Linked DNA regions of Mus musculus: regions 1 and 3 are each linked to region 2. The links are chromatin contacts, called in public HiChIP or PLAC-seq maps. All regions are on one chromosome and are shown on one strand. The core of a region is the stretch at or near the end of the contact, and the rest is flanking DNA. Distances in the headings are between cores, read along the strand shown.

Evidence for each region. HiChIP or PLAC-seq counts read pairs in DNA pulled down with a chosen protein or histone mark.
Region 1: a contact with region 2 is called in an H3K27ac HiChIP or PLAC-seq map of embryonic stem cells, with 9 read pairs. The contact joins the promoter of Fbxo27 here to the enhancer-like site in region 2. A contact is called at or near these places in 1 of 39 promoter capture datasets (macrophages), 8 of 484 Hi-C or Micro-C datasets (the AML12 cell line, embryonic stem cells, stem cell-derived epiblast-like cells and 1 more), 11 of 115 datasets of contacts at active chromatin or transcription factors (the SCID.adh cell line, T-cell acute lymphoblastic leukemia, double positive thymocytes and 3 more) and 3 of 9 other capture datasets (adipose tissue, liver and pancreatic islet).
Region 3: a contact with region 2 is called in an H3K27ac HiChIP or PLAC-seq map of embryonic stem cells, with 8 read pairs. The contact joins the promoter of Fbxo17 here to the enhancer-like site in region 2. A contact is called at or near these places in 21 of 39 promoter capture datasets (the 3T3-L1 cell line, 3T3-L1-derived adipocytes, the C10 cell line and 12 more), 3 of 15 datasets of contacts at CTCF or cohesin (the NIH/3T3 cell line, pro-B cells and stem cell-derived epiblast-like cells), 103 of 484 Hi-C or Micro-C datasets (the 63-12 cell line, the AML12 cell line, the BV-2 cell line and 54 more), 19 of 115 datasets of contacts at active chromatin or transcription factors (DN3 thymocytes, T-cell acute lymphoblastic leukemia, acute myeloid leukemia and 10 more) and 4 of 9 other capture datasets (adipose tissue, embryonic stem cells, liver and 1 more).

Annotation. Positions count from the first base shown.
Region 1 is chr7:28,691,617-28,694,461 of GRCm38.p6, reverse strand. It overlaps Fbxo27 (F-box protein 27), which reads right to left and starts at 1,318. Exons shown (of 5, transcript NM_001163702.1): 1 at 812-1,318. The coding sequence starts at 1,166.
Region 2 is chr7:28,655,124-28,657,880 of GRCm38.p6, reverse strand. No RefSeq gene overlaps it. Among named protein-coding and RNA genes, the nearest start is that of Acp7, 26 kb to the right of the region's middle. Within about 2 kb of position 1,295, at least 9 of the 459 cell types and tissues checked have an H3K27ac peak or open chromatin away from gene starts, as enhancers often do. A contact at or near this core is called in differentiating embryonic stem cells, embryonic stem cells and extraembryonic ectoderm, where this site is marked.
Region 3 is chr7:28,715,411-28,718,110 of GRCm38.p6, reverse strand. Fbxo17 (F-box protein 17) reads right to left here and starts at 1,321. Exons shown (of 7, transcript NM_015796.2): 1 at 1,073-1,321.

The DNA of each region.
Region 1 (2,845 bases), core at 69-2,568, 37 kb before region 2:
ACACACCAAAATAATTTTAAAAAATTAAAAGTTTATGTCTGCAGACTATGTATATATGCCCTCTCTCCAGAGGCCAGAAGAAAGGGTGGTCTCCCTGAGACTTGAGTTACAGATGGTTGTGAGTCTCCACTTGAGTGTTTGGAACTGAGCTTAGGTCCTTTGGAGGAGCAGCTCTTAGCCGCTGAGCTATCTTTCCAACCCGCAAAAACAAAAAGCAAAACAACAACAAAAACAAAATATACTAACAAAATTTAAAAATTTGTAACTGCTCTTCTAGAGGACCTGGGGTCAGTTCCCAGCTCCCAAGCCATGAGGCTTAGTCTCCTGAAACTCCAGGCGCAGGGACGAAAATAAATTGTTAAAATGTAAAAGCCAATGAAACAAAAGATATTTATGTGTTGATTTTAATTGCTCTTGGTGCCTCTCTGTGCATCCTGTCTCTCAGATAGAAGATATGCTGTTTGGTCCCCTCTACCGCTCTCTTATGTAGGTCAGGTGATTCCAGCTACTCTAACTGGGTCAAGTGTGACCCCACTTCTAGCCCCTCCCTCTGCTACATCTGTAGACCTGCCTCTTGGTTTAACTCTAGGCCCCGCCCATTTCATACCTTGTGACTCCGCCCTATCCTCTCACTGGTTTCCTTCTGGTCTCACAGCCTACAAATATCCCGTGACCCCGCCCTTAATACCTTCCGGGGGATTCCTTCTTGGCTCTGTCCATTAGCATTCTTGGGGCCCCGCCCTTTGTGCTACAGTTCTCTCTTGGTCCCGCCCCTAGGCTTCCTCTAGGCCCCGCCTTCTCAGCGCCTCACCTTGGCCACAGGGGTTGCTGATGAGGTTGCGTCCTAGCGGTCTCAGTGCGCAGAATTGGCCCAGCGGGCAGGGCGTGTCTTCGTGGGCAGGGGGCAGACAGCGGCGGGCTAGTGTCAGCAGGGCGCGGCCCGCTGCGCTGTGGTCACGGGCCAGCAGCAGCAACCATAGGGCCTGGCCATCTACCAGGGCGCGCCAGGCGCGGCACACTCGGCGGCAGTGCATCAGCAGCGTGCGCGGGGGCACGTGGCTCAGTACCAGCAGGAGCAGCTCCGGGGGCAGACGGCTCAGGTCCAGGACCTCCTGGGGGTCGGGCTCCGGCGTCGGGACCCGGGTCCTGGATATCCAGGCACCCATGGTCCCCGCGCCCCGCTTGGCTGGGACTGCAGGAGAAGAGGGGTTAGATGTTAGTGATTAGCAGCCTCTGCTGCCAGGCTTTGCAGCCGTCCACCCCGAGACTAACATCCCCGAAGCCATCCACTGTCTCCCACGTCCCTTACCGCCTCTCTGTCCCCAAAGCCTACCCTCCTCCCAGCCCGCTGGTGCTCACCGGCACCCCTGCCAGCTCCCCTTCGCGGCCTGGAGGACCGCATAGCTATAGCTTTGCCTAATACTATCCTTCCCAGGCGAAACCTCTCTGAGATTCGCCGAATGTCCAGCCCTGTGGATCCAGACCCCACCTCCTTCCGGCTTAGGACTGGTGGACAGTTTAGGAATCCACCTGAGGACACAGATTAGGCCAGGGCTCTGGCACAGTCCTAGCGGTTCAGCAACCAATCCAACACTTGGAGTGACCCTAAATCCGCAGTGGACGCCTGGCATCTGGTAACAACTATTATTTCGGGTAGGCATCCAAGTGGAAGGCTCCACCCCTAAACGCCTTGTGCAGTCCGTGACCTTAATCCCAGACAATCATCCAGTCATCCGCGATTTACAAGAAAAAGCAGGCTCTAGAGGACAACAATGACCCCGCTAATCGAAAGCATCAGCTGAAGCTTACAGTTTCGAACTTCGGCAACTTAGCACATTTTAAAAAGAGATTTATCTTATGTATGTGAGTACACTGTAGCTGTACAGATGGTTGTGAGCCTTTATGTGGTTGTCCGGAACTGAACTTTTAGAACTTCTGCTTGCCCCGGTCAGCCTTGCTTGCTCTGGTAGGTTCTGCTCGATCTGATCGACCTGCTGAGTCTCTGCTTGCTCCAACCCAAAGATTTATTATTATACATAAGTATACTGTAGCTGTCTTCAGACACACCATAAGAGGGCATCGGATCTCATTCTGGATGGTTGTGAGCCACCATGTGGTTGCTGGGATTTGAACTCAGGACCTTTGAAATGAGCCATCTCGTCAGCTCCCCGAACATCTTAACACAGAAAAGGAACCGAGGCTCTTAGAGGCCGTGACCTTCCTAAGTGACTAGTAGTGTTAGTGAGTGGGTCTAGCTCCAGATTTTTTTTTTTTTTTTTTTGACAGGGTCTCACTTTGTAGGGCTGGCTAGCCTGGAACTCACTGTGTACGCAAACTGAGAGACCTGCCTGCCTCTGCCTCCTGAGTGCTGGGACTAAAGACATGTATTACTATGACCAGCTCTGTCGGGCAGTGGTGGCGCATGCCTTTAATCCCAGCACTTGGGAGGCAGAGGCAGGTGGATTTATGAGTTTGAGGCCAACCCGGTCTCCAGAGTGAATTCCAGGACAGCCAGGGCTAAAAGAGAAACCCTGTCTCGAAAAAAAAAAAATAGTTTTATGTGTATGGAGGTTTGCCCGCATTTATGTCTCCACCATGTTTGTGCCTGGTATCTGGGGAGGTCAGAGGAGGTATTTTCAGGATTCCCTGGAACTGGAGTTACATGTGGTCGAGAGCACCTGTGATGCTAGTTAAACCCAGGTCCTTTGGGGAAATTGGCCATCTATCTCTCCAGCCCTACTTTTCAACTGAGACTCAGGTAGAGCCCATGCTGTCCTTGAACTCACTAAGTAGCCAAGCATGACACTGATCTTCTACCTCTGGAGAACTGGAATTGCAGGCAAGT
Region 2 (2,757 bases), core at 46-2,545:
AAGGGTTTATTCGGCTTACATTTCCATACTGCTGTTGATCACCAAAGGATGCAGGACTGGAACTCAAGCAGGTCAGAAAGCAGGAGCTGATGCAGAGGCCATGGAGGGATGTTCTTTACTGGCTTACTCAGCCTGCTCTCTTATAGAACCCAAGACAACCAGCCCAGAGATGGTCCCACCCACAAGGGGCCTTGCCCCCTTGATCACTAATTGAGAAAATGCCTTACAGTTGGATCTCATGGAGGCATTTCCTCAACTGAAGCTCCTTTCTCTGTGATAACTCCAGCTGTGTCAAGTTGACACAAAAACTAGCCAATACACAGGCTAATACAGAGAAGGAGCCAAAAATCTTTACTGTGGGTCAGCGCTATTCTCCAAGACCCTACAATCAAAGGTCATAGCGAGCATGCCTGTAATCCAAGCCCTTGGGAGACTGAGGCAGAAGTGTGAGTTCAAGACCGGCATAGGCTACCCAGTGACTTTGAAGAGAGCCTTGGCTACATAGTAATAAGAAAAAATAAAACAAAACAAGTTGGAGACAATGGCACACACCTGTAATCCCAGCGTGTGGGAAGCGGAGGCCGGCAGATCCCGGAAGTTTGAGGCCCGCCTGGGTGTAGAATGATACTTTGTCTCAAAAGATTAGAAAAATTGCTGGGGTGGGGAATGGCACATGCCTTTAATCCCAGCACTAGAGAGGACAGAGGCAGGTGGATCTCTGTGAGTTCACAGCCAGTTTGATCTAGGGATTTCCAGGCAGCCAAGAGCTACAGTGAGATCCTGTCATAACAACAATAACAAAAACAAGCCAGGCATGGTGGCACAGGCCTTTAATTCCAACACTTGGGAGGCAGAGGTGGTTGGATTTTTGAGTTCGAGGCCAGCCTGGTCTACAAAGCGAGTTCCAGGACAGCCAGGGCTACACAGAGAAACCCTGTCTCAAAAAACCAAACCAAAAAACAAACAAAAACAAATAGAGGCTGGAGAAGTTAAGCCTGAATTCACACTTGTGGCATAGAACACATGCACACTTATAGATAAAAATAGGATAAACCTAAAAATATATAAATGAAAATAAAAAATTAGGGCCCTGTGATTAAAACCCCGGGTATTTCCCAATAAGAGATGCTATCACTGCCAGCTGCCCATTATCTTATTGTCTCCTTCCCTCAGTTAAGGCCATCAATCAATCCACACATCCCAAAGAATGAGGGTGTGGCAGGCACCCGGACAGCAGGTGTCCCATGTTGCCTTTGTCCTCTGCTCTGCTAACTAGATGCGCTCCAGGCCACACACCCACCATTCTTCTGCTCCTTGCACTGCCTGGCCCTCCAGAATGGTTCTGATGGATTCCATTGGCTAGAACGGAGTTGCCAATTCCTGGGCCACTCATGCTCAGTGAGAAAATAGCTGAAGGGATATGGGACATCCTCCACTCTCTGCTCCAAACTGAGGACTGGGAGTCATTGTTGGGCATTCCTCTGGCTTTCTCATAAGGTTTTCTGTAACACTGGATCCCCACTGAAATTGACTCCCCAATACTCAATCCATTGATTTCATGTATGGACCCTGAGAGTGTTTGCTCCCTGCTTTGAGAACCCTTTGCCTTGACAGAGAGCCTCAGGACCCCGTGGATTAACCTATGCCTGCAATTTCCAACACTTGGCAGGCTGATGAAGTGGATTTCAATGAGTTTAAGGAGGATAGCCTGAGATACACAGCAACTTCCTTGTCTCCAAAAGAGACTGTGGAGAAAAGCGAAACCTGAAGAGACTCAGTGACCACACACACACACACACACACACACACACACACACACAGAGAGAGAGAGAGAGAGAGAGAGAGAGAGAGAGACTTAACAGTGGTAACAATGAAACTAAGGGATGGGAGCATGGCTCAGCTGTAGGGCACTTATATCTAAAATGTACTAGTGAGGGGCTGGGGGCGTGGCTCAGTGGTAGAGCCCCTGCCTGGAATCCCCCAGTGATGGGCTGGGGGCGTGGCTCAGTGGTAGAGCCCCTGCCTAGAATCCCCCAGTGAGGGGCTGGGGGCGTGGCTCAGTGGTAGAGCCCCTGCCTAGTATGCAGGAAGCCCCCGGCTCCAATTCCAGCAGCACACACTCATGTACACACAAAAACAACCCTTTCACAACGGAACTGACAGGTAAGCACGATGACAACTGTAGTCACTGCTTTGTGTGCAGGCTGTAGCTGGTTAGTGCCTCATGTGCCGTGGCACCCAGATGCCGATGTAGAGGACAACTTGCAAGAGTTGGTTCTCTTCTTTTACCTTGTGGGCCCTGGGGTTTAAACTCAGGTTGCTGAGCTGAAGCGCCTCACCAGCACCTGTCTGGGTGTTTTTAGATCTCTGTAGTCCAGGCTGACTTCAAACTTGTGATCCTCCCTGCATTAGGGTTCTCTAGAGGAGCAGAACTGGTACGGTATGTCTATCTCCTATCTGTCTGTCTGATCTATCTATCTATCTATCTATTCATCCATCTATCCATCTATCTATCCATCTATCTTACATGTCAGAGGAGTCCATTTGGGACAAAGATCTCAAGTTCCAAGCCAGCCTGGGATACATAATGAGGTCCTGTCTAAAAAGAAGAGATTAATCCCAGCATTCAGGAGGCAGAGGCAGGCCAGTCTTTATGAGTTCAAGGCCAACTTGGTCTACTTAATGATTTCCAGGTCAGCCAAGGCTACATAGTGAGAGTTTGTTTCAAAACAAAACTAAACAACAAATGCATATATT
Region 3 (2,700 bases), core at 72-2,571, 60 kb before region 2:
AGGACCGCCAGGGCTACTGGCGAAAAACAGAACAAAACAAAACAAAACAAACCACTAAAATCAGATTTGTGTTATTTATACTTCCAAGACAGGGAGTGGAATAAACTGAAGAAATGAACTCAGAAGAACAAACGTTACACGGAAAGGAATAAACACAGCTGAAATGCATCAATGTAGCTAAGTCAGGAAACAGCCTGAGACCCTGAAGCACGCATTCTGCAAAGGGGCTGCCAGCCAGAGTGATCCAGCCGCGGCCCAGGGCCTACATGTTGGTCTGGGCTGGCTATTTCTTTTCCCCCTTTTCGGTTGGCTATTTGGGACATGGGTAGAGCTGCGAGAGGGGGTGCTGGGAGAACCTTTTCTTCTTTTTTTTTTTTAAATTTGATTTTAAATAAAAAGTAAGATGTTATTGTTGCGCAAGTGTTTGATGTGTATGCGTGTTAGTGTGTGGGTCAGAGGACAACACGTGGGTCTCCATTCTCGCCTTTAACTCTGAGTCTTGAGAATCACCAGGAGGCTTGGCGGCAGGCACTTTTTCCTGCCACCATCGACCCGGTAGACCTAGTTCCATAAAAACAAAGTATGTATGAAACGTGGGAAATGAAGCCCACTACTTTGTATGCTATCTTAAATGTTAGTAAAAAATAGTAGGGTGTGGCTGCGCACGGGTTTAGTCCCAGTACTGAAGAGGAAGAGGCAGGGGGATCTCTGAGTACAAGGCCAGGCTGGGCTACATAGCAAGGCCAGTCAGAGGTACAAAAGAAAAGAAAAAGAAAAACCACACACACACACACACACACACACACACACACACACACGGAATGTAAAGTCTTCTCAGTGGGACTTGTAGCTTTGCAACTTGCACGTGTACAGCTAGCTCAGTGTAAGAGTGCACTGCATAAGGGAAGAGTCTGGGAAACGATGTACAGACTCCTGGAGACTGCGTCCCTGGGGTGGGGTGGGTTGGGGGCGGGGAGGGGCACACAGAGCCAGTGGAGAGACTCCTCCATTCTCCAGACTGCTCCAGCCGCTGGTTTGGACACGACCCTCGAGTCCCATCCCAGGTCCGTACCTGTCCGGGAGCTCACCGGGCGGCCTGCTCTGAGTTGGCGGGGAAGATCCAATCCCTACCCGGCGCTGGAGGCAGTCGAAGAGTAACCCGAGGTCCGGGAAGTCAGCCCCGTGATCTGGGGTCCTAGTGGACCGTCTTCTTCTATGCTCAGGATCCCGGGGCCACCGGGCAACGTTGCAGCCTGAGTGAGCCCGGCCCAGGGCCGCCGAGCTAGGCCGCCTGTCCCTGAAACGTGGCTGCCAATCCCCTGGTGGACACCCCGGGCACCTCCCCTGCCCCCTTCCCTGAGACCCGCCCCGCCCCACTCTTCCGCCCCAGGCAGCTTTTCCTAACACCGTCGTCAGGGTAAATTCTTTGGTCCCTAGCGAAAGGCTCAGCTGTGGCTCTGACCGCAGATTTGAAACCAGAGAATGAAAGCAGAGACAGGATCGGTTCTTGGAAGCAGAATCCGTCTTTAGCAGAACCGTTCAACACGCGGGCTCCGCAGCAATCGCTACTCAGCTGTTCAGCTTAAGCGAACCCTTCCCCTCCAGGAAGATCAGCGACGCCCCCCCCCCATGACTCCTTAAATTTATTTATTTACTTATATATTCACTACCACCACCACCCATCTCCCACCCACTATGTAGCTATCCAGGAACACTATGTAGATCAGGCTGGCCTGAAACTCACAAAGATCCCCCTGCCTCTGCCTCTTGAGTGATAGGCTCCAAGGCAGATAACAGTACTTCTCAGCTATTGTTATTATTTTAGATGTATTATTTATTTTCATTTTGTGTGTGTACTGGGTGGTTTTGTGTGTTAACTTGACACAACTAAGAGTCATCGGGGAGGAAGGGGCCTCCGTTAAGAAAATGTCTCCATGAGATCCAGCTGTAGGGCATTTTCTCAATTAGTGATTGATTGGGGGGGGGGAGCAACCCATTATGAGCGGTGCTGTCCCTGGACTGGTAGTCCTGGGTTGTATAAGAAAGCAGGCTGAGCAAGCCATAAGGAGCAACCTTCCACTGCTTCTGCATCATCTCCTGCCTCCAGGTCCCTGTTCTGTCTGGGTTCCTGTCCTGACTTCTTTCAATAATGAACAGCAATGTGGAAGTATGAGCCAAATAAGCTCTTTCCTCCCCAACTTGTTTTTTGGTAACGGTGTTTCATTGTAGCAATAGAAACCCTAACCAAGACAATGTATATGAGTGTTTGCCTTCCTGTGCCTATGTGAACCACATGCATGCAGTATCCACAGAGGCAGGCAGGGGTGCTGTGAGCCTTGGAGTTACAAATGGCTGTGAGCTATTGCAGAAACCAGACTCAGGTTCTCTGTAAAAAAAACAGTCAACGCTCTTAACCACTGAGCCATCTCTCCAGTCTTTTCCAGGGTCTTTGTCAATCACTTTTCATTATTTATCTATGTACTTATTTATTTTTTTATGTGTTTTTATTGTGTGTAGGTGCAACACATGCATGGGAGTGTCGTTGCATGTGTGTGGGTCAGAGGTCATCTTTCCTTCAGCGGTGGGTTCTGGGGATTGAACTCGGGTGTCGGGCAGGCTCCGTCATATACTGAGCCATCTTGCTAGGCATACACTTTATTTTTCTGGAACAGGGTCTCTCAAACAATCTGGAAGTCCCAG